2 separate regions of the Zea mays genome follow, and region 1 is linked to region 2. The links are chromatin contacts, called in public Hi-C maps. All regions are on one chromosome and are shown on one strand. Each heading gives the region's core, a stretch centred on a gene start, on an enhancer-like site or on the middle of the called end of the contact. The rest is flanking DNA. Distances are from core to core; before and after follow the strand shown.

Region 1 (7,898 bases), core at 640-3,139, 150 kb before region 2:
CTACCTTGATATTATTCCCTTAATCTAACTCTTATTTCTAAGTAGATTAAATAAGAGGAGATCTAGTTACTTTAATTGTGTTGCTCTGTTATGGTCTCCTACCGGAACCTTGAAAAGATAACCGAACACATACTATACGACAACAGATGCAAAGAGCAAAGAAGAAAAGGCGAACCAGGACCATGTCCAATTGTTCGTGTGTTCGTAACCAACGCAAACAACCGACGTGCGAGAAGTGAGGTTTAGTTTACTCAAAACACTGTTTTATATTGTATATTGTATTGTTTATAACATTAGGTTTAAATTTGATTTTGATAATAGGTAACCCGGCCCAGTACGGAGATAGCTAGTCTGGCGGATAGGGTTTCAGGCGGGGCACCCGACGGCACCGTCAGTGCAGAGTGCAGACTGGTGGGTCACTCTTACTGGGGAGAGGGGAGACCACTGACCACGGCCCTCGTGCTCGCTTTGCGACCTCACCTTTGACCTCAGGCTTTGGCATTTGGAAGTCAGAGGCCAGAGCCAACTGCACAGGGCAGAGGGCACGGGCAACCAGCAGCCCAGCGGGCATGCATGGCAGATGACACTGCCACTGGCCTCAACAGTGCCACGTCGCCTCCTATTGGCGGCTCCCTTTTTTTTTTCTCTCAGATCTCTCATCAGTGCTCTTTACTGCTGCTCTGTCAAGCAGGACAGCGGTGGCCGCAGTACTTTTGGTATCCAGGAACAGTACCCCCGCGGTCTTTTCCCAACGCGCTTCGAGGGTCCTCATGTGCTAGATTTGTTGCATTCGAATGGCACCATGGAAGAAGTAATTTGTCTGTATATCCGATTGTTGTTTGTTCTTGGCACTTCTCACCAGACTATGGCTTTTCTTTTCCTCCAGCTGCCTATATCTATATAGCTCAATGGTCCCTTCCTTTTCCCCTCTGTTTCTTTCTTTGATGTCATATTACTCAGCATACGTGCTACATCCCCTATCCAGCTTCCGTGTGACAGAAGATTGCTACTACACATATCAAGAATCATCGATCCATACAAGAAATCTCATTTCCTTATGCAATGGTTAAGGCTAGCAGCTATCTTATCTCGTCCTCTACTTCAAACTCCAACTGCAAACAGAAACGATGCTATCTACAGTATAAATACTTTATTTTACACGATCTGCGACAGACAGCTTAAATACATCCCTGCAAGCATTCATGTTACTAGCTCTGTAGTTTTGCCTAAAGTTTGTTGCACCACAGGAATCAAGTAGGATGACATCCTCCTAAGGCTACGTTTAGATACTCTAGTATTCACCTCAATACATATGAGTTCAGAAAGATTGTGTGTATTGGGATGAATATTAGAGCACCCATAACAAGCCCTAAACATGCATCCAGTGCAGCACCGACCGTGGGTCTGAGCCTACCTAGACAGGGCATTGCAGTTTGCAGACCAAACTAACAAAATTAGAGGATCTGAATCCAACAACCAGTGTGCAGATGTACACGTCCTTCAAACCATCTGATATGATATGGCATTTCTCGTTCCAGCAATTCAGGTGTACATCACAGAAGGTACTGGATTGGTTGAATCTGTACATGGTAACAAAACCAGCTGCGTGCGCTTGGCCTTTTGCACGCAAAGGGCAGGAATGAACAAAAATCAAATCCCTTGCTTGCCCCACTTAAACAAACAAAAAAACTGGAAATGAAGACAAAAATCAACAGCAACCAAGGTCTCCAACTTCCTCCCAGAAAGTCGTCGAACGTCGGACAGCACGGCGCGGCGACTCCCAGTCCCAGGATGAACTTGCAACCGAGGTGGTTCGGAGTGTCCAGCAAACCGTGTACTGGGTCGGCCCATTCTGGTATCCTATGTGTGGGCTTCAGGTCGAGCCCATCTAGATGATTGTAGTTCACACTTCAAAGAGCTCAGCCTTTGGCCCATGTCAATGTTGTTGCTACCCATGGTTGCTGCCCTTGATCGGCCTGACAGAGTGACAGCAAGGTTGGACTGCAGTAACGATGCTCAGCTGACACTAGACTCACCTTTTAGTCGCACGCAGAAATCATGTTTCTCCGTAACACGATTCTACAGCGACATGGCGAGCTCTTCGTCTTCCTCCGACGGATTGTTCAGGTTCGCAGTTTGCCTTAGATGGAGCATCCTGGTCATCACGCACAGGGGACATGCCCTGCCCACAAAGTTTGAGATGAACTGGCGCTCTTCCACATTGATCAAAGCTGCCTCCTCGCCTTCAGAGGCCGAAACGTCGTGCCGAGGCAGCTGCTAGCCTTCAAAGCAATTTAACATATACTAGTCCACAACACAGACAGCGAATACATATCAGACATGTGCATTATTACAACCTCAAACGGATAACGTCAGTTCTCCGATAAGTACTGACTAACTCAAACTGTTACAACCTCACACAGCAGACTTGATCAATTGTTCATCAGGTACTCCAGTACTCCACCAGGTCATTCCTCTTCTGCTCCTTAACAAAGAGAGTTAAGCTCATGATAAAATTGAAACGGGCCGAGTCGAGTCAAATTGAAGACCACGAGTCGAGTGAGCTCACAATTCACGAGTATTTTGTCCGGCCCTATCCATACAATGTGCCAAGATAGTCTAACGTTATGAGAATGCAAATAACAACTATTACTCACTTTATAGATCTCATTATACTCCCTCCGTTTTCAATGTTTTCAAAATGTAGTCATTTTAACTCTTGGTTTGTATGTCTATACTTAAATGGATGATAAAAAACCTAGACACATATATAAAACACATACATTATCTATTGTATGAATTTACTATTTTTCTAAAACGAATTTTATTTTGGGACAGGGGAGTATTATACTCGCATATGTGCTATATATCTCATGTCCAGCTTTCGTGTGAGAGAAGATTGCTATGTCCAGCTTTCGTGTGAGAGAAGATTGCTACTACACATACTTAGGCAGGCATTGCAGTTTGCAGACCAAAACAACAAACACTTGCTGCAAAATTAGAGGATCTGAATCCAACCACTGTGTACACGTCCTTCAAACCATCTGATAATAATATGACATTTCTCGTTCAAGCAATTCAGGTGTACATCAAAAGGCACAGGTAACGAAACATGCACTCTCCACACGAGCATATACAGCAAGCAGAGGCTTCATGTTTTGCGTCCATGGACTCCTGGTCTTTACAGAGAAGAAATGTACACGGAAAACTAGCTGTCCGCAGAACCAGTTGCGTGCACTTGGCCTTTTGCACGCAAAGGGTAGGAATGAACAAAAATCAAATTCCTTGCCCCACTTTACCCAAAAACTGAAAATGAAGACGAAAATCAACAACAAGAGAACAAAAGGGCTTCCAAGGTCTCCAACTTCCTCCCAGAAAGTCGTCGAACCATCACCATCAAGGCCAACAATCCTCTCAAACTTCTGCTGGCTACGCCCCCCTTCCAGCTACAAACTGATAACCGAATTTCGCTGGGAGCAATATTAACAGCGGGGGTTTTCCATGAGCTGATGATGGGCGCCAACAGAGTTCCACAGACTGAGCGCTAGTACCGCTTCCCGAGAAACACGCCGGCGAGTACGGACAGCAGGGCGACTCCCAGGATGAACTTGAAAGCCATGGTGCCAGAAGGTTCTTGTACTTCTTGCAGGGTCGGGCTCGGCGAGGCCTTGTCGGCAGCCTGAGTTCTGTCCTGCTGTTTGACCAAACTTGATAACGAGTCCAGGCTAAACTCACGGGATCTCGACTCCAAGACATCCGTTGCCTGTAAGGAGATTATACGGTTAGTTGATGTTAACAACAGAACAGAGGTAACTGATGAGATCTTATAGCCATGTGCCATGTTTATGCTTACCTGTTCGTCAGACTTGGAATAAGCTAGCTGCAGCTTCTGCTCAAGGTCCTGCACCTTCTTCTCCAATTCGACACTCTTGCTTACTTTATGTGTCAACTTGCTGAACTCTGTGGTGATCTCGGCAAGTTTATCTCTCTCTTCTGTGGCCTGTAAAACCCCAGAAAATTTCAGCACGAGAAAAACAGCTGCAAACTAGCAAATGCACCATGCAATTTTAATCAAATTGTAAATTCCAATAACACAGGGACCTGTGCTAACAAGAACCTAAAAATATGACAATTGCAAAAATCCATGTTATTTTAATATTCGCTGATTATCTATATGGTGATGTTTTTTCACTATTAAATATTTCTGCAAGGATGACGTTTACCTTCTGTTTGTAGTGTGCATCGGCTGATCTTAACTTCTGAGTAAGATCTTCGATTTGTTTCTCCAAGTCCGTGGCATACTGACGCTGAGATTTCAGCTCATTCAGTGAATGATTTTGATCCCCTTCCCATTGAACCTCCCTTAAAGAAACTTGTTCTTCCTGCCAATAGAAAAAATACCCACTTTAAAAATCCCAGTGATACCAGAAATACTGAAGTATCCGAGTAAAGCATCATGTATAGATTTTAGGGCCTGTTTGGTTCGTGGCTAACTACGCCACACTTTGCCTTAGGCAGAAAAGTTAGGCAAAGTGTGGCAAGTTAGGCAGGGAACCAAACATGCCCTTAGTATGTCATCTAGATGCCACAAAAACATTTCTATTTTACTCAGAACCTACAAGCATATCTCAATGATCTTTAGTACATAACCACAAGCTATATTAGTTCCAACAGGAAACTGGTGAATTAGCACAGAGACCAAAATGAAAAACTCAAATAAAAGCCACCTTTTGCTTATAATGGACCTCAGCTTCTTGGAGCTGTTGTTTAAGAGCTGCTACTTGTAGTTCCAGCTCCTCAGCACGCTGCTGCTCAGCTTCCAGACGATCCTCTGAATAAATCCTAAAAGTGTCCCACTTTATCTCTCTCAAAGAAGCTTGTTCTTCCTGAAAAAGAAAAAAAATGTCAAGACTGGCTCCAACATATTTTGAAGAGATAAATATCAGAATGATTTAATCCCATTGGCTCCTGAGTCAGACAATGTCAGGACTATTGAGCATGAGACAATGCAGAAGGTGCCCCTTCATTTCCATTATTATAACAAATTGAGATAAGTTAACAATTTACTGTTTCTCAACAACTGAAATAGATCTAGAAGGAAAACCAATACACATAAATTTCGTCTCTAAACAGTAGAAGGCTATATTTGTCCATTGTCTAAAAAAGAAGGAAGCTATATTTGACAATCCCTTATTTGCTTAGCAATGAGGCTTAAAAATAAGAGCAATACAATATTGGTAATATATTTAGTGACACCACTTTACCTGATTTACTATGGTATGGTAAGCACCATCCAGTTCCTTCCTAACTTCCAGCAACTGTTGTTCCAATTCGTGTTTCTCATGTTGTAAGTCTGTGTGTTCCTGCATCTTGGCTGTTAGTGCTTCATTCTTTTCAGTTGTTTCCACTTGCATAGTCTTTATCTGAAATAGTACATATGTTATACAGATGAGAAATCATTCCCAGGTCAAATCCAAAGCGGTTTGGAGAGATATGGACAGGGGAGACAACCTCCTCCATGTATTTTATCTCTGATAATGTAATCTGTCGCTCCAGCTTTGAGATGTGAGACTCTTTTTCTGACTTGTCTACATTCATTTCCTCCTCCAACTTGGCTATTGCATCCTCAAGCTCTTTCTTTGCTGTTTCATATTTATCACTCAACATCTGCTTCTCTTCCATTGTATTTTGGTACTTGCTCTTCAGTTCTTCGTGCTCTTGTATAGTAGAAGATACCTAAAAATTGTTCTACTTAGTTAAACAAAAAATAAACTTTCTTTCTACTGCTATGTAATGGTACGAGAACATATATTGAAGCTACAATTAAGCGGAAAGTTTGACAAACATGCACTACCTGTATTTCTAGTTCTGCTTTGTGCTCGATCATTCCATCGAGTGTTTTACACAGTGAATGAATCTCTTCAAATGCCGCCTCCTTTTCTGCTAGTGCAGCAGCAAGTGCAAGTTGTAAGTCGTTCAACTTGTTCTGATGTACCTCAAACTCCTTATTCAGACTACTAGTTTCTTGAACCAAGCTTTCCTTCTCTGTAAGGAAATGCTCGACCTTGCTATGTGTCTCTGCAAGTTGTTCCTCCAATATCTTTATCTTCTGTGAAGCTTCATCAAATTTAACCTTACGATTCTCTTCAGCGGCAGCAGCTTCAGTTGCTTGCTCTTTATAATATCCCAACTCAATTTAAAGGGCATCTAGCTTCTTACACGATTCTTTAACTTCACCTTCTTTCTGTGATATTGTTTCAAGAGCCTCAAGGAACTGAGCTCCAATTTCTTCATTCTTTGATTCAGCTACAGAATGGAGCTCCAAGGTTCTTGTGTGTACCTCTGTCAGTTGTGAGATTGTCCTCTCATGAACAGCTAGCTTCTCTGCAGCTTCTTCCTTCTCAGCAAGAGTAGAACTAAACCGTTCCTGTAGCTCATCAAACATGACCAGCTTAGCATCCACTTCTTTTAACGCCTCGTTCAAACAAGTCATCTTTTCATTCTCAGCTTCGAGCAAAGCCAGCTTCTCTGTCAAGTCTGTAACTTCAGCTTCTTTTTGTGCTAGCTTTTCAAGAACTTCACGCAGTTGACTCTCAGTTTCTTTATTCCGAGATTCAGCTACAGAAAGGAGCTCCAAGCCTCTTGAGTGTTCTTCTGTCAAATGTTCTAACTTCTCCTCATGAATAGACAGCTTCTCTGCAACTTCTTCTTTCTCAGAACTTATAAAACTACACTTCTCCTGCAGCTCATCCACCATTACCAGCTTAGCATTGATTTCCTGTTTCAACGCTTCATTTACATGCATCGAACTTTCAATTTCGGACTCAAGTGCAACCAGCTTTTCATTCAAGTTTCTCGACTCAGCCTCTTTCTGTCCTACTGCCTCAAGAGCTTCCTGCAATTGAGCTTCAATTTCCGCATTCCTTGATTCAGCTGCGGATTGGAGTTCTATACCTCTACTGTGCACCTCAGTCATATTTTGCAGCTAGCTCTTCACTTTTCTTCTTTTCTTCAGTTATTTGGCTCAATGACTCCATAAATTCCTTTTCTTTCTCGCTTGCTGCTTCCACCACGGCTTCAAGACTAGCTGCTTTTGTCTGATAAGCTTCCAGATCATCAGAGAGCTGTGAAGCCTTGCTTCTGTACTGCTCGAGTTCTTCTTCAACCCCCTTGAACATTTCATATGTGTTATTCAGCTCCTGCTCCAGCTCCTGTGTCCGTGAGTATACACCTTCAGCATGAGTCTTTGATGTGTGAAGCAAATCTTCCAGCTCCAGACTTCTTTGCCGAACTGAATGCGCTTGTTCTTGATGCTCTGAACATTTATCAGTCAGCTCCATGACTTCTTGTTCAAGTAGCTGATTTTTAGACACTGAGGAACCTAGGGAGGATTGTAGCTCAATAATTTTTTCTTTGTATCCCTCTACACTGGTCACAGTTTCTTGAAGCTGCATTCCTCTTTCTGCTGATACAGCAGCTTCTTGTTGAATACGCTCTTTCAGCAACTCTATTTCTTCACTTGATTTAACAAATTTATTCTCAATCTCACTGAGTTGTTGCTCAAGGTCTGAGCCTTTCTTCTCAGCAGCTTGGACACTTGCCTCGGCTTCTTTTAGCTCAAACTTGAGTGCCTGTTCAGCTGCATGCATTGCCTGTATTTGTGCTTCAAGATCGAGAATCTTCTGGTTTGCATTTTCTCCAAAAGCTTTGGATTTGCCATGCTGCTCACTGAGAGAGTTCAGATTCAGCTCCAACTCTTCTTTTTGTGACAATGCTTCTAAGAGGACCAACTGTGCTTTTGAAAGCTCATCTTCAGCCTGATGCAGTATTGAATCTTTCTCAGAAAGTTTTGAGTTAAGATCAACAAGTGACCCTTGGAGAGTTTTATTTTCATCCTT
Region 2 (6,806 bases), core at 3,326-5,825:
TTTGTTAGGTTACGACTCAAATACAAAGGCGTATAGAGTCTTCAACAAATCATCGGTTTTGGTTGAAGTCTCTAGCGACGTTGTATTTGATGAGACTAATGGCTCTCAAAGAGAGCAAGTTGAGCTTGATGATGTAGATGAGGAAGCTGTTCCAACGGACGCGATTCGTACCATGGCAATTGGAGACGTGCGACCGCAGGAACACAAGGAACAAGATCAACCTTCTTCCTCAACGACGGTGCAACCCCCAACCCAAGATGATGAACAGGTACCTCAAGAGGAGACGTGTGATCAAGGGGGAGCACAAGATGTCCAAGTTGAAGAGGAAGAAGCACCACAGGCCCCTCCAACTCAAGTTCGAGCGATGATTCAAAGGAACCATCCCATCGACCAGATTTTAGGTGACATTAGCAAGGGAGTAACCACTCGCTCTAGATTAGTTAATTTTTGTGAGCATTACTCTTTTGTCTCTTCTATTGAGCCTTTCAGGGTAGAAGAGGCCTTGCTAGATCCGGACTGGGTGTTGGCCATGCAGGAAGAGCTCAACAACTTCAAGCGTAATGAAGTTTGGACACTGGTGTCGCGTCCTAAGCAAAATGTTGTGGGAACCAAGTGGGTGTTCCGCAACAAACAGGACGAGCACGGCGTGGTGACGAGGAACAAGGCTCGACTTGTGGCAAAAGGTTATGCCCAAGTCACAGGTTTGGACTTTGAGGAGACTTTTGCTCCTGTGGCTAGGCTAGAGTCAATTCGTATTTTGTTAGCCTATGCCGCTCACCATTCTTTCAGGTTGTTCCAAATGGACGTGAAGAGCGCTTTCCTCAACGGGCCAATCAAGGAGGAGGTGTACGTAGAGCAACCCCCTGGCTTTAAGGACGAACGGTACCCCGACCACGTATGTAAGCTTTCTAAGGCGCTCTATGGACTTAAGCAAGCCCCAAGAGCATGGTATGAATGCCTTAGAGACTTTTTAATTGCTAATGCTTTCAAGGTTGGGAAAGCCGATCCAACTCTTTTTACTAAGACATGTGATGGTGACTTATTTGTGTGCCAAATTTATGTCGATGACATAATATTTGGCTCTACTAACCAAAAGTCCTGTGAAGAGTTTAGCAGGGTGATGACTCAAAAATTTGAGATGTCGATGATGGGCGAGTTGAACTACTTCCTCGGGTTCCAAGTAAAGCAACTCAAGGATGACACCTTCATCTCCCAAACGAAGTACACGCAAGACTTGCTAAAGCGGTTTGGGATGAAGGACGCCAAGCCCGCAAAGACTCCAATGGGAACCGACGGACATGTCGACTTCAACAAAGGAGGTAAGTCCGTTGATCAAAAAGCATACCGGTCTATGATAGGGTCTTTACTTTATTTATGTGCTAGTAGACCGGATATAATGCTAAGTGTATGCATGTGTGCTAGATTTCAATCCGATCCAAGGGAGTGCCACTTAGTGGCCGTTAAGCGAATTTTGAGATACTTAGTCGCTACGCCTTGCTTCGGGATCCGGTATCCAAAGGGGTCTACCTTTGACTTGATTGGATATTCAGACTCCGACTATGCTGGATGTAAGGTTGATAGGAAGAGTACATCGGGGACGTGCCAATTCTTAGGAAGGTCCCTGATGTCGTTGAGTTCTAAGAAACAAACCTCCATTGCCCTATCCACCGCTGAGGCCGAGTTGCAGCAGGACAGTGTTGCGCGCAACTACTTTGGATGAGGCAAACCCTCCGGGACTTTGGCTACAATCTGAGCAAAGTCCCACTCCTATGTGACAATGAGAGTGCTATCCGCATGGCGGACAATCATGTTGAACACAGTCGCACAAAGCACATTGACATCCGGCATCACTTTTTGAGAGACCACCAGCAAAAGGGAGATATCGAAGTGTTTTATGTTAACACCGAGAACCAGCTAGCTGATATGTTTACCAAGCCTTTAGATGAAAAAACCTTTTGCAGGCTGCGTAGTGAGCTAAATGTCTTAGATTCGCGGAACTTGGATTGATTTGTAGCATACATGTGTTTATGCCTTTGATCATGTTCCTTATGCATTTTGTTGTTTATTTATGGTGCTCAAGTTGTACTCATTATCCCTGGACCTCACAAGTCCAATTGCAAGTGATGCACTTATTTAGGGGGAGGCATGCTACAACTTGACCCTTTGAGACTAACCGTGTGCTTGAGTTTACTTGATTTAGTCTCAAAGGTAGATTGAAAGGGAAAGGTGAACTTGGACCATGCAAGACTTCCACTGCACTCCGATGAGAGGGTAACTCACTCCAAGTTCGTCTTCATATTCTTATTGCCTTTTTACTCTTAGTTGAAGATTTTGGTGAGGCAATGGGGTTTAAGGGCCAAGATTGATCCCGTTTTGGTGCTTGATGCCAAAGGGGGAGAAAATAAAAAATAAGGCCAAAGCAAGAAATGGATCAGCTACCACTTGAGAATATTGAAAATAGTAGAGTAGAGTACTCTTATTGTCTCTTAGTGCTAAAAGTCTGTCTCTTGTGGGGAGAATGCTTGATTATGGGAAAATGGGGAGTTTTTGAATCTTTGATCAATTTCTCTTGGAATACCTCTCTTTATGGTGAATTTGACTTAGAGATAGGATATTGAGTTTGATTTGCAAAAACAAACCAAGTGGTGGCAAAGAATGATCCAAATATGCCAAATTTGAATCGAAATCATTTCTTGTTCGAAATTGCATTGATATTGCACTTCTTTTAGTTGCTTTATGTTGTGTTGGCATAAATCACCAAAAAGGGGGAGATTGAAAGGGAAATGTGCCCTTGGGTCATTTCTAAGTATTTTGGTGATTTAGTGTCCAACACAAGTGCTTAAGTGTTAAACTATGCCAAATGGTGGACAAAGTGCAAATCAATACAAAGGTATGATTCTAGACTTAGTACATTGGTTTTTGTGTACTAACAAATTTGTCTAAGTGCTAGAATCAGAGAAAATACAATTGGAAAAACTTGGCTCGAAGCAGCCAAAAGTCTGCTCAGTCTGGGTGCACCGGACTGTTCGGTGGTGCACCAGACAGTGTCCGGTGCGCCAGGCTGGCTCTGGTGGAAAGGCCGTCCTCGGGAATCGTCGGCGGCGTACGGCTAAAATTCACCGGACTGTCCGGTGTACACCGGACTGTCCGGTGAGCCAACCGTCGACCGCGCAATCCGCGCGTGACGCGTGACCAAGCCAACAGTCAGAAGGGGGCACCGGACTGTCCGGTGTGCACCGGACAGGGGACAATTTGTTTTTCAAAACAAACTAGTGTATGCTCCTACTCTGTTAGCTGTACTTAACATTGTTAAGTGTTGATAAAAATACAAGAGATAATTGCGCCAATGCCCCTGTTTTAGCGCAATTGTATTTTACTATATTTTTAGACTTACATGTTTTATGACAATTCAAATTAATCCCACAACGTTTCAAATTATTTTAACAACAATTCAAACTATTTGCAACAATTTAAATTATTTTTAAAGATTTAAAAATATTGACAAATTATTCCATCAACATTTTAAATTATTTTGCCTCATCACACTAATTTAATTAGTTAGATATTTTTTAACTTTGAAAATAATAATTTGAATTGTCATAAAAGCGGACAAAGTCTAAAAAAAGCGGTAAAACTATAGTTACACAACAAAACAGTGACAATGGCGCAATTGTTTCTTGTCTTCTTTATCATGACTTAACACTGTTAAGTATAACCAACGGAGTATGGGCATACATCGTTTTATTTTGAAAAACAGGGGCAAACGCGCAAAGTTTTAAAAAGGGGGTAATTCTACAGTTACACCCTAAAACAGGGACACCATCACAATTGTTCCTTGTTTTTTTAGTAAAGTTTTGTTCATGTCACAGCTGATGTATGAATATCAATTGTAAGTACTAAACATAGTATAATTACAAAACTAATTACACAAACAAAGACTAAATTGTAAGACGAACCTGTTAAGTCTAATTAATTCATGATTAACAAATGTTTACTGTAATATCATGTTACCGAATCATAAACTAATCAGATTTAATATGTTTTCCTTATTATGTGTGTAATTAGTTTTATAATTATATTATATTTAATATTTGAAATGTGACAATACTAAAGCTAAGCCTCTTAAGCCCAACAATCCACATATTTTAGATTTAAAATTTGAAAACAGACGTATCGGCTAGAAGAGCCCTGTCACTGTCAGCTAATCAATTACAAGAAGTGGCCCATACTAGTTCCATCACCAGTCCAGTAGTCCACCACCCCACCCTACAGCTGGGTCATCTGGCACGGGTGGAGGGGCCAACGGCCGAAAGCGCCGCGCACTTCCGGCGGGCACCCTCGCGGAGTCGCGGGTGACAGCGAAATTTCAAATCCATACCCTCCCGCTGCAGACGGGTCCCACGCCGTCAAAATTTGGACGCTCCCGCTCCCTCGATCTTTTGGGTTTCGTTTTCCCAGTTCCCACCCTCTCTTCCACCCTGCCCTGTTTCCAGATTTGACCGATCCCCTTCGATTCGATTTCTACACCTCCAGAGCACTCACTCTCCTGGCAAACCCCTTCGTCTCCCAACCCTAGAGAGCAGCAGCAGCTACCGCAGCCCCTGCCATGGCGCCGAGCTCCCCGTCACCCGCCGCGCCCACACGCGTCTCTGGGCGGAAGCGCGCCGCCAAGGCCGAGGAGATCCACCAGAACAAGGAGGAGGAGGAGGAGGAGGAGGAGGTCGTGGCGGCGTCCTCCGCCAAGCGCAGCCGCAAGGCGGCATCTTCTGGGAAGAAGCCCAAGTCGCCCCCCAAGCAGGCCAAGCCGGGGAGGAAGAAGAAGGGGGATGCCGAGATGAAGGAGCCCGTGGAGGACGACGTGTGCGCCGAGGAGCCCGACGAGGAGGAGTTGGCCATGGGCGAGGAGGAGGCCGAGGAGCAGGCCATGCGGGAGGAGGTGGTTGCGGTCGCGGCGGGGTCACCCGGGAAGAAGAGGGTGGGGAGAAGGAACGCCGCCGCCGCCGCCGGCGACCACGAGCCGGAGTTCATCGGCAGCCCTGTTGCCGCGGACGAGGCGCGCAGCAACTGGCCCAAGCGCTACGGCCGCAGCACTGCCGCAAAGAAGTACAGTTTTTCTCCCAGCTCTGGTTTTGATTTGACCAGATTTTTGCTCCATGTCTATTAGTACTTGTGAGCCGAGCAATCTGCTATTTGCTGATTTATTGTGCGTGCAGACCGGATGAGGAGGAAGAGCTCAAGGCCAGATGTCACTACCGGAGCGCTAAGGTGGACAACGTCGTCTACTGCCTTGGGGATGACGTCTATGTCAAGGTCCTTGTTCATCGCTTTCTGTTGCTTCTGCTCTCATTTATGATGTGCATATGTGTTTGTTAAGGAAGCAAGAATTGCTTGATTTTTGTTGCCGACTCGCATTTCCGTGACGAGTTCTGCGTATGGTCACCGGTACGTGGCACTGATACACAACGTGGTATGCTGGAAGTCTGGTAGTATATTTTGCATCGACCAGGAGGTCCAGATCGATATGTGCGGTATAGTGCTTATTTGATTGCACCCTGTTCGGAGATTCATGCATGATGGCGTGTTTAGATGACGCCTCCCAGACAGCTGCCTGCTAGGCAGCTGATTCTGGCCCAGGCGTCCGGAATGGTGAAGTTGCGCTGGCAAGATTCTCAGGCCACCTACCAAATATGCCCTGGAGCATATTGCATGCTTCTTTTTTTGTTCTCTTTCCTTCTATATTTATCTCATTGTTAGTGAAGTTTCACATTGCGCGTGTCATGGAATATTTACTTTCAAATCAACGAGGAGATGCTAGCATTGAGGTGTGTGATAATTATTACATACTAGAAGATATCGTGCATGTTGCCATTGGGATTGCGAAGAATGTGGAAATGATGTTGGTAGCTTGTATTAAGAGGTTAACAGTTAGTGGGATGACATGACTATTAGTTAGAGATGATGTGGATAGTAAGTGGGATATGATGTAGATGACTTGTGTGTTGAGACAGAACTATAACATGGAGTTGGAAATGGGAGCAGCATGGTCAAACATACCCTAAATGCCTGTCTCTACACAATGTGGTGATTGGTGTATAGTCTGGTGTTAAAAGCTGGATACTTTGATTCTGTTGAAGATTGTCACACCCGAATTTAAGGACAAATCTAGATACATCTCATATGTTCACCAGGATAGTGTATAGATACCAATGTCATAATCTTTATTACACGACGATAATGTCTTACAAAATATCTGGTGTTACAAGATGCACCTTTCAACATGTTTAATGCTGCAAACTGTTTTAATTAAACAGAATGCAGTGTTTTGAACAAAAAAATGCTGCTTTATCCTGCATCTTGTTTTGCATGTGTCAGCAATTGCTTACATTCCATTATGATCTCTGAGATTCTTTAAATTTCTAGCCTGATGAAAGTATTTACTAATTCAACTGAACACAAACATTGTTTGAATGAACAAGGCAACACGGATGCTTGGAATAATGGTTGTGTATAATATCACTTAGTGGTTTTGCTCTCACACCACATCTTTCATGGGTTCTATAATAATAGTTACTGACTTTAAGTTTCTTATTCCTTTTTGTCTATCTTAGGCTGGAGAAAACGAGGCAGATTACATTGGCCGCATTACTGAATTTTTTGAGGGGACTGACCAGTGTCACTATTTTACTTGCCGTTGGTTCTTCCGAGCAGAGGACACGGTGTGTATTTAGTATTTTGTCATTCTATGCATGTCAAGTGGCATAGCACTCACATTTGTCATGGCAGGTTATCAATTCTTTGGTGTCCAT

What was found. Hi-C and Micro-C count contacts between places; a contact is called where the count stands out from the background.
Region 1: a contact with region 2 is called in a Hi-C map of tassel, with 3 times the contacts expected there. The contact joins the enhancer-like site here to the promoter of met2 in region 2. A contact is called at or near these places in 7 of 25 Hi-C or Micro-C datasets (bundle sheath, ear, leaf and 2 more).

What each region holds. Positions count from the first base shown.
Region 1 is chr10:144,588,047-144,595,944 of Zm-B73-REFERENCE-NAM-5.0, reverse strand. It overlaps the pseudogene LOC103642050. Among protein-coding and RNA genes, the nearest start is that of LOC103642051, 20 kb to the left of the region's middle. Within about 2 kb of position 1,889, at least 19 of the 20 cell types and tissues checked have an H3K27ac peak or open chromatin away from gene starts, as enhancers often do. A contact at or near this core is called in bundle sheath, ear, leaf and 2 more, where this site is marked.
Region 2 is chr10:144,443,790-144,450,595 of Zm-B73-REFERENCE-NAM-5.0, reverse strand. met2 (DNA methyltransferase2) reads left to right here and starts at 4,575. Exons shown (of 20, transcript NM_001371784.1): 1 at 4,575-5,103; 2 at 5,214-5,310; 3 at 6,609-6,716; 4 at 6,784-6,806. The coding sequence starts at 4,607.